3 separate regions of the Mus musculus genome follow, and regions 2 and 3 are each linked to region 1. The links are chromatin contacts, called in public Micro-C and promoter capture Hi-C maps. All regions are on one chromosome and are shown on one strand. Each heading gives the region's core, a stretch centred on a gene start, on an enhancer-like site or on the middle of the called end of the contact. The rest is flanking DNA. Distances are from core to core; before and after follow the strand shown. Region 1 holds the start of Twist1 (twist basic helix-loop-helix transcription factor 1). Region 2 holds the start of Nkx2-1 (NK2 homeobox 1). Region 3 holds the start of Pax9 (paired box 9).

Evidence for each region. Promoter capture Hi-C pulls out the DNA fragments that hold promoters and counts their contacts. Hi-C and Micro-C count contacts between places; a contact is called where the count stands out from the background.
Region 2: a contact with region 1 is called in a Micro-C map of embryonic stem cells, with 15 times the contacts expected there. The contact joins the promoter of Nkx2-1 here to the promoter of Twist1 in region 1. A contact is called at or near these places in 1 of 39 promoter capture datasets (hippocampal neurons) and 2 of 484 Hi-C or Micro-C datasets (both in embryonic stem cells).
Region 3: a promoter capture Hi-C map of hippocampal neurons shows a contact between it and region 1, with 5 times the contacts expected there. The contact joins the promoter of Pax9 here to the promoter of Twist1 in region 1. A contact is called at or near these places in 2 of 39 promoter capture datasets (cranial neural crest and hippocampal neurons) and 2 of 484 Hi-C or Micro-C datasets (cerebellum and embryonic stem cells).

What each region holds. Positions count from the first base shown.
Region 1 is chr12:33,956,097-33,958,976 of GRCm38.p6, reverse strand. It overlaps Twist1 (twist basic helix-loop-helix transcription factor 1), which reads right to left and starts at 1,306. Exons shown (of 2, transcript NM_011658.2): 1 at 339-1,306. The coding sequence starts at 999. The coding sequence ends at 379.
Region 2 is chr12:56,535,380-56,538,277 of GRCm38.p6, reverse strand. Nkx2-1 (NK2 homeobox 1) reads left to right here and starts at 1,370. Exons shown (of 3, transcript NM_009385.3): 1 at 1,370-1,969. It overlaps Gm26973 (a long non-coding RNA gene), which reads right to left and starts at 1,088. Exons shown (of 6, transcript XR_872771.2): 1 at 772-1,088.
Region 3 is chr12:56,693,961-56,696,735 of GRCm38.p6, reverse strand. Pax9 (paired box 9) reads right to left here and starts at 1,265. Exons shown (of 4, transcript NM_011041.3): 1 at 872-1,265; 2 at 1-162. The coding sequence starts at 875. It overlaps Gm15524 (a long non-coding RNA gene), which reads left to right and starts at 1,969. Exons shown (of 3, transcript XR_003950120.1): 1 at 1,969-2,775.

The DNA.
Region 1 (2,880 bases), core at 57-2,556:
GAATTTTAAAGAAGAAAGAAAGGGGTTTGGGGGATGGCGTTTTGGGCACAAGGCCCCTATGCTTGACTTTCTCAATCTTCTGTCATGCACACCCCCGCACGCGCACACACACATACACCTCTCCTGGGCACACTGGTTCTCCCCGACCCTAGGACCTGTTTCCCCTGTGGGGACTGAACTGCTTGCCAGGGATGCGGGTGGAATGAGGTGGCGGTGCCTGGCTAGGTGGAGGGCAGCGAGGAGAGTGGAGGGGGATGGGGGGGGGATACCCAGCACGGTGGCGAGGTGAACAGGGGACCCGCGGCCTGGCCCGATCGATCCCTGGAGCCGGTCCTTACCTAGGTCTCCGGCCTGCAGAGGGGGTGGGGAGCTCCGCTGCTAGTGGGACGCGGACATGGACCAGGCCCCCTCCATCCTCCAGACGGAGAAGGCGTAGCTGAGCCGCTCGTGGGCCACATAGCTGCAGCTTGCCATCTTGGAGTCCAGCTCGTCGCTCTGCAGGACCTGGTACAGGAAGTCGATGTACCTGGCCGCCAGTTTGAGGGTCTGAATCTTGCTCAGCTTGTCCGAGGGCAGCGTGGGGATGATCTTGCGCAGGGCGGCGAACGCCTCGTTCAGCGACTGCGTGCGCTGGCGCTCCCGCACGTTAGCCATGACCCGCTGGGTCTGCAGCTCCTCGTACGACTGCGGGCTCCCGCCCCCGCTGCTGCTGCCGCCGCCGCCGCCACCACCTCCGCCCGCGCCGCCGCCGCCGCCTCCGCCCGCAGATTTCTTGCCGCGCTTGCCCTGGGCCGGGCTGCCTGGCTCGTCGCCGCCTCCGATGCCCCCGCCCGTGGCCCCGCCGGGCCCCGCGCTGCCGCCCGCGCTGCGCCGACTGCTGCGTCTCTTGCGAGCCCCGCGCTTGCCGCTCGCCGGCTGCTGCCGGTCCGGCTCCTCCTCGCTGTTGCTCAGGCTGTCGTCGGCCGGAGAGACTGGCGAGCTGGACACGTCCTGCATCATCTCGCGGGCGGCGACGTGCGGCCTCGCGGAGCCGGGACGGGGGAGGGTAGAGCAGAGGAGCGGGGCGCCCTAGCCCGCCAGCTTCCCCGCGCTCGGCGCCGGCCCGGGCGGTGCGGCCCGGAGGACGCAGGGAGGCGGGATGGGGGTGGGGGGACCTCCGCGGGGAGGGCGCTGGAGGCGGGGAGGGAGGCGGGCGGGGGAGGGGACGGTGTGGAGGGCCCCGAGGTCCAAAAAGAAGGCGCCCGACGGCCGCAAGCGCGCCCCGTTCCGGCCTGGCGCAGCCGGTGCCGGTGCTGGCGAGCCCGCGAGGTGTCTGAGAGTTGGGCGCGGGCTGTGGACTTGGCGGCTCTTATACCTCCGTGCGGGCGGAAAGTTTGGGGGCAGCGGTGTCATTGGCCTGACGTGGGGAGGAGGGACTTTTCGAAGTTTTATAGGAAAGTTTCCTCTTTCCAGCCCCCCTCCCTCGCCCCCTCCCCCCTTGCTCGGGGTCTAACAATTCGTCCTGCGAACCATTCAAAACCGACCTGGCCCGAGCGGCCAGCCCCTGCGCCCGCCTCTCCCCTCCCTCTCCCCCCCCCAGCTCTCCCCCTCCGCTTCGGGGAGGACGCGGGGCGATTTCCTTCCGCGCCAGAGCGCGCCCAGCGCCCCCGCACCCGAGCACAGCACCGCAAACAGGGGACTGTCTGGGTCGCTGTTGCAGTCTCCCCCTCCCCAAGTGGCTGTGACAGCAGTAGTGGCAAGCGGCTTCGACGCTCTGGGTGATGTCCCATCCCGCCTGGGATCCCTCGGAGTTCTCCGGGCCCTTTGGGGGTGGCTCGGGCCCGGGCTGCGAGGCAAGAAAAGTTTCAACAACCGAGTCCATCTAACGGTCAGGTAGAGGAAACCTCTAGTCGGAAACCTCTAGTCCCAAGGGATTCCCCGCGGCTGCCTGGCCCTGTGGTCGAGGGCGGTTCTCAAGACGTGGCCACATCGTGGGCGCTATGGATCTGCGCCCTGGCCTGCCGTGTCACCCCTCCCGGAGAAACGTCTGGGCTCTCCTTTCCTGCTACGGTGACCCAATCTAAAGTTTCCCTGCTCTCAGAGGACTGTGCTTCCAAAGGTGCTGGACCTAGGCTGGAGTTCATTCTTTTACAGAGAAAAGCCTTGTTCTTTTGAAGGGAGCAAAGCTAGGGAAAGATAGAGCAGCCTTGGTGCTCCACGCTGCCAGCCCTAGGTGGAGGAGAACCTTGAGAACATTTCATGTCCGCTAACTCCAAATTAAGCCCTGCATGCTAACCTTGGGTAGTCCATACATTTAAGGTGGGGGATCAATATTCTCGTCTTCCTAGGAGATCTTGTGAGTAGTTATGCTCCCGGTGCCTCAAATGCACTCAGCCATGTTGGTTGATTGCAAGCGGTTTTTTTTGTTTTTTTTTTTTTGTTTTGTTTTTTTTTTTTTTTTTTTTTTTACCAAATACCTTGAAACCCCAAAAAGGATTCTGGAAAAGTGGAAGCAGAGAGGTTAATGAGCAAGAAGGAGAGTGGCTATGGAAGCCAGTGATTGCAGGGCTCTTTACATTTTTTAAATATGTTTTATTTATTTATTTCTGTTTTTTAAGTAGGATGGGGATTTAGGGAGCCGGTACAAGGTGATCTCTTACTCAGAAAGGCAATTCTGGGTCCGGAGGAAGTAGCCAGAGTTTCAGGGGCAGAGTTTGCGGGCGTGGAGGTGAGCGTCTCGAACTCCTGCCCTGTTCCCAAGCTGAGGACCTTGCTAAACGCCCAATCCCCACTCCCCTGGCCAATCCCCCGGGAAACTGCCAGCTCAGCAAGTGCCCCTTTCTGGGTTGGACCAAAGGTCGCGGCCACCGACTTCCTGAGAAGCTGGAGGCCGGAGCCCCT
Region 2 (2,898 bases), core at 121-2,620, about 23 Mb before region 1:
AGTCCAGTTCCCCTCCCCTTCAGGGTAAAGCATGGGGGTTGCCAGGCATCACTCCCCTCGAACTCTGACTGAAGCTCAGCCCCTCACCTAGTGCTGTGCGGCTGGGGATGGGGGCCCCTAGTTACAGTAGGGCTAAGATGCAGCTTGTGTACATTCTCCCAAACTGGCCACCTGCTGGTGTTTTTGAAGGTCCGGGCTGCACGGCTCAGAGACTGTAGAAGATTGAACAAACCTTTCACTCCAGACTAACAGGCCCCCCGAAGAAGCAATGGATTTGATATTAACCACAGACACAGAAATATCGACCTTGTTAGTGAGCTTAATTTTCTTCCCTCAAAGCTTTGGGCGTGTTTTGATGTGCCTGATTTTGCTTAAATCTCACCAAAAAACCTTCTGAAGAATTACCTCCTTCTGTAAGTGGCACTAAAACCGGGAGAGACAAATGACACTCTACCCTTGGTGTTCCTATGACCACCAACAATTATAAAATAACGGGGTTAAATGGAGACGGAGGACCAGGGACTTCCTAAGACGATCCCGTTCCCAATGCTAGCAGATCTGGGTCGCGCCTTCAGACTAGGTCTGCATTATGCTTTGCCTGCCCTTTCTGCCGTTCACTTGATCTAGCGTGGCTTCCCCTCCCTGCACTCTCGACACTGTAGACCAAAGTGCTGTAGCTCATCTTGAGAGCGCCCCCCAGAGAAGTCCCTGGGAAAGGAGAGCGCAGAGCTCTGCTTTCCACTTGTCCTTAGCTACAGAGACACAACGCACCTGGCCGCTTAAAGTCGGGGTTCCCTGCTTCAAAGCCACCTCGGGGGCGGTTCGAAAATGCGGGCCCAGATGGGAGGCCCGCTGATGCCCAGAGCCTTCCTTCCCTTCACGATGGAGGTAGGTGGTGAGGAAAGCTAATGTTAGTTTAGTCGTCGGCTTTGTGTTGAGGGAGTAGAGAGCACTCTTCAAGGAGAGATCTTAAAAAGCAAATAAAACAACTTTCCATACTATAATTGCTATTAATGGAAAGGAGCCTACCCTGCTGAATTAAGTAGTTCAAAACTGCTTGTTCATTATCGGGAGCTCCCTCACTACAAGGAGGGGAAAGAAAATGTGAAAACAAAAACCAAAATCAAGAAGCCTCCTTGACTGGCCGCCGAAGTGTCTAGGAGGCACCTGCCGGGCCAGGAAGCACTCCGCCCTCCCAGCCTCTAGCGCTCCAAGAAAGCTCGAACAGCAGACAAGCAAAGCCAAAACAAAAACAAACAATAACGAAAACGCTTAAATTCCAAGGAGAAAAAAAAAAAAACGGAGGTGGTCTCCAAATCTGTGCCATGCAGGGCTTGGCTGGGTAACCCACTTAGCTGCTGATCCTGACCTGGTAACAGCAATGAGGCTGACGCCCCCGGGCCCGCTAGGGAGCACAGCCCACAGCTCCCCCTTGCCAGGCGCCCAAGGACCCTCAAGGCGCGGGGCTCACACTTGAAGCCTGGGAACGCTCAGACAGGAAACCCACTTCCTCCTAAGCAGTTTCTTCCTAGCCGGATGAGAGGCGCCCAATTGAAGCAGAATGATCCTCATCTACTAATATCCAGCGTGGCCACAAAGCGACCGGCCATTTACGCCGCCACTTTAGACAAAGATATTTGGTTATTCCCGGGGAAGCAAGTGCACTTTTGCATGGCTGAGCTCCGGGAGGAGGCGAGCCTCAGCCCAGCCTCCCGCCCGCTGGGCTGCGGGCGTCGAGATATTCGCCTCCTCCCGGACAACGAGTTCCACCCGGGTTCAGACTCAGTTCCACTCTGCAACGGATCTGCGGGCGCTCACGCGGCTCCCCGCCCGGGCTTTCACTGAAGCATCGGAAGGGAAAACTGCGGGGATCTGAGCTGGGGTGCTGGGACTGGGATGTCCTCGGAAAGACAGCATCAGCTTCTGAAGCCGAAGTATCCAGGCCATGGGCAAGGGTCAGGGGCACCAGGTTTGTTCGAGATGGGGCAACTTCCGTGGTGGACTCTCCTGTTAATCCCCCGCACCCTTAGCCTCGTAGCTCAGAGGGCCAGCGGTGTACTTGCCTGGGCCGGCAAAAGGGGTGGAGAAAGGGAGCGGCGGGGTGGGGTGGGCTGGGGGGGCTGGTCCGCTAGGGAGCCAGGAGCTTGGTGGGGGGTGGCGCGGGGATCGGTGACAGCCTCCCGGAGGCAGTCGTTCCCTTACTCAGCTCCCCCTCCGCCCGCTGGGATTCTCTCGGGTAAGGGGAAAGGGGGCGGGGAGCAGAGGTGTCCCTCTGACGGCGGCGGCAGAAGAAGCAGACAGACTGACAGACACATAGACCAACAGTGCAGCCCCAGGGTTCATCCCCAGACTCGCACACTCTTTTGGTGGTGACTGGGGCTCAGCGCAGCGAAGCCCGATGTGGTCCGGAGGCGGTGGGAAGGCGCGGGGCTGGGAGGCCGCAGCGGGAGGGAGGAGCAGCCCCGGCAGGCTCAGGTGAAATCCCGCTCCCTGCTCCTCAGCCCCCTTCTCCCCCAAAGGCCAGCCCCTGACCTCGGAACCCCGACCAAATTGGACCGCGGTTCCACTTTGTAACTCCCCAAGTTGGTTGCAAAGCAGTATTCACCTTCCGTTCTCCTTTCCATCCCTCCCCTTAGGTTATTCTCTACCCCACCTCTGGCCCTCCCGCTCTCGGTTCCCTCCTCCTTCCCCCCCCCCCGCCTTTTCCTCGCGCGCCACAGGCACCCCACAAAAATGGGGGTGGGGGTGTCCAAGGGAGGGGGAAAGTAATGCTTTGGTTCTCTCTCTCTCTCTCTCTCTCTCTCTCTCTCTCTCTCTCTCTCTCTCTCCCTCTCTCCTTCTTTCTCTCTTTGAGACCTAAAAATCTTGACAAGTGAAGCTTAAAGGTGTTTACCTTGT
Region 3 (2,775 bases), core at 16-2,515, about 23 Mb before region 1:
TCTTGCTGACGCAGCCGTGCGAGACCCGTAGCTGGCGGCTGATGTCACAAGGTCGGATGCCCAGTTGGGCTAATTCCACGATGCGAAGCCGAATGGCGTTGGGCAGCGGCCTTCCGTTCACGAACACTCCTCCCAGCTGGTTCACCTCCCCGAAGGCTGGCTCTGCAAAAGGAGCACAGAGCGCGCCACAACGCGCACCAACTGCTTGGGACAGCCGCCTGCCACTCGGCCTCCAAGAGCGTCCAGGGGCAGGGTTATGACACCCTTCTATAAGGACTGGGGTTGCCCCGAAACCAGACTGTTCCGGCCTGAGCCAAACGTCTCAAAACAAGCTGCGGCCAGACCTCGCTCCTACTTTGCGATTCCCAACAACAAACAAGAAGAGAGACCCAGGGCAACTCCGGACACTTAAAACTCTCCGAAGCAGGCGGGGAAATCGGTTCTGAGGCTCCAGCGCGCCCCTCTTTGCCTGCCTGGTACCAAAACACTCGGCCCTTGCTCCCTTCCACCGCCTTACCCCTCCCTTCTGCGGGGTTAGACGCAGTCCAGAGAAAGCTGGGGGGGGGGTGTTTTTGTTCTGTTTTGCTTGCAAGTGTAAACACGTGTGCAACAAAACTTGGATTGACACTGGAGCTGCGAGATTCGCCAATGCCACGGCCCTCTTCCCTTAAATCGCAAAATGGCATCAATTGTCACCCAGTGGCTCTCACAGAACCCTTTCCGCCACTGACCCTTGGAGGGTGCTTACAGCTCGACGGACGCAGTCTGAGTCAATACAGCGCGGTGGCGCGCCTCAGCTCCCTCCCTCTAGCCCTCGCCTGCTCGCTCCCTCCCTCCTCGGATCTGACAACGTCCCCCATCAGCCACTCACCCATTGCTCTGAGCAGTACACCAACCCGGCCCCAGTTCCGCACTCCCAGAAAGAAACTTTTTTCTTGTTCTCACTGAGCCGGCCTGTCGCTGCTCCAAGCCGAGGGTGCCTTGGCTTCTTCCCGGGAGGAGGCGACAAGAGTGCCAAAGGAAAGAGTAAAAGGAAGTCTGTGCCGGGCTGAAAGAGGCTTGAGTTCTGCATTTCAATCTAAGCAGCAACGTGGGCTGGGCTGAGCAGGGCCGGGCGGCTCAGTCTATCACTCACTTGTGACACACCCCAAAAGAGGTGGGCCCGCGAGCAATCTGCGTTGTAATTGGTGCAGGCCGGTGAGTGACAGCTCAGTCCGGGAAACTCCTTCCGCCGTCTGTTTCTGGCTGGCTCCGCACCTGGGTGACTAAATACAATGAATAAGAGTGTTTGACGTCTTCCCAGGGGCGCCGCAAACAGAGTGCAAAATCAAGCTGATAAAAATGCTGAATAAGCGAACAGAAGCTTTGGTCTCGGTTTGAATAACTTTAAGTGGGTAGAGACCGAGGACACCTTTTGGGGAAGAGATGAATTTGTCAAATTAAAGTTGGAGGTTAGAGCTCTCAGAGAACAAGTGGCACGACCCTTAAGGGATGACTGAGAACTACCTGTCATGCTGACCTTTGGGGACTGTCAGAATCTTGTCCACAAATTCTATCTCCTTCCAGTTCACTCAGGATGGGGAGAAGTCGAGTGGAGGAGGCGCTTGAGGTGTAAGGACAAGAGACTCCTTCCCGTACCCCGCCCGAAGTGGTTAGTCCAGCAGTGAGGGGCTAAACCTCAGTCAAGCAGGATCCTAGCAGAGGCCAGGTGCAGTGAGGAAAAAAAAATTAAAAAACCAGACTAAAGAGGAGCACAGGACGTCCACGGGGAAGGAGGGTTGATCCCCGGAGCGCTGGTGGCAGTGGCCACGTCCATCCCATCCCACCCCCTTGCATCACTCACCCAGGGTCCTGGTTTCCGTGTGTAAGAATTTGCCAGGGTTCTCAACACCATAGAGCCACCTTGAAAGGTTTGATTTTAAATATGAAAGTCAGCCCCAAGGAGGTACCCGCTGACACTGCCTCTGAGCATCTGTATGTAATTCCCCGCGACTTCAGCTTAGCTACCACAGATGCTGTGTGGTTCTGCCTACCTGGGGATTTTTCACTTTCATTCACCCAAATCCGAAACGGATAGAAGAGTTTGGGACAGAGAAATGCATTTCTTTATGGAGACAAGGTTGTGACGTATGTGGACGAAATAAGGAAGAGAAGCATTGTGAATGGATTCGGGTATTTGTGTGACACCGGAAAGTGGATGATATTACTTCGTCTCCATCACAACAGCCCTCTCTTTAACACATATCCAGGATGTAGGTGATGCGCGCACTCTCCCGAAGGTTCTGCACACAAAGAAATCAGAGGAATCCCGATGTTCACCAGTAAATGACAAGAGCCCAGGACGTCTAGTAATCAGTCTTGGAGCTGACCATTGATCTCCAGGCATCTGCTTCTGTGGTGGGTGTGCACCCTGAATTCAAGTTACAATCAAGTTAAGGATTGAAAGATTACTTCAAATGTCTTTTATTGCAGTCAGGTATTTCCACAATGAGGCTTCACAAATAGAAATACTTGAACATAGCCCCCCCCCCCCTTTATTTGTTGGTTTCAGATGTTCAAAGTCATTTCAAGGCTCGACTTTGTGGTTTCATCCTTGTCTCCGCTCAATACTTGTATTGCGTAGTCAGGTGCTTTATAACAAGGAAAGCCAAGATTTCAGAAGCACCCCCAGCCCCATGCTATAGTATAAATTACTTGCAACTCAGAGACTGAGTGGAGATCAGAACTTCGCCTGAGACTTGCTCACAGAAGATACTGTGCTCTGCTCCGTGATGA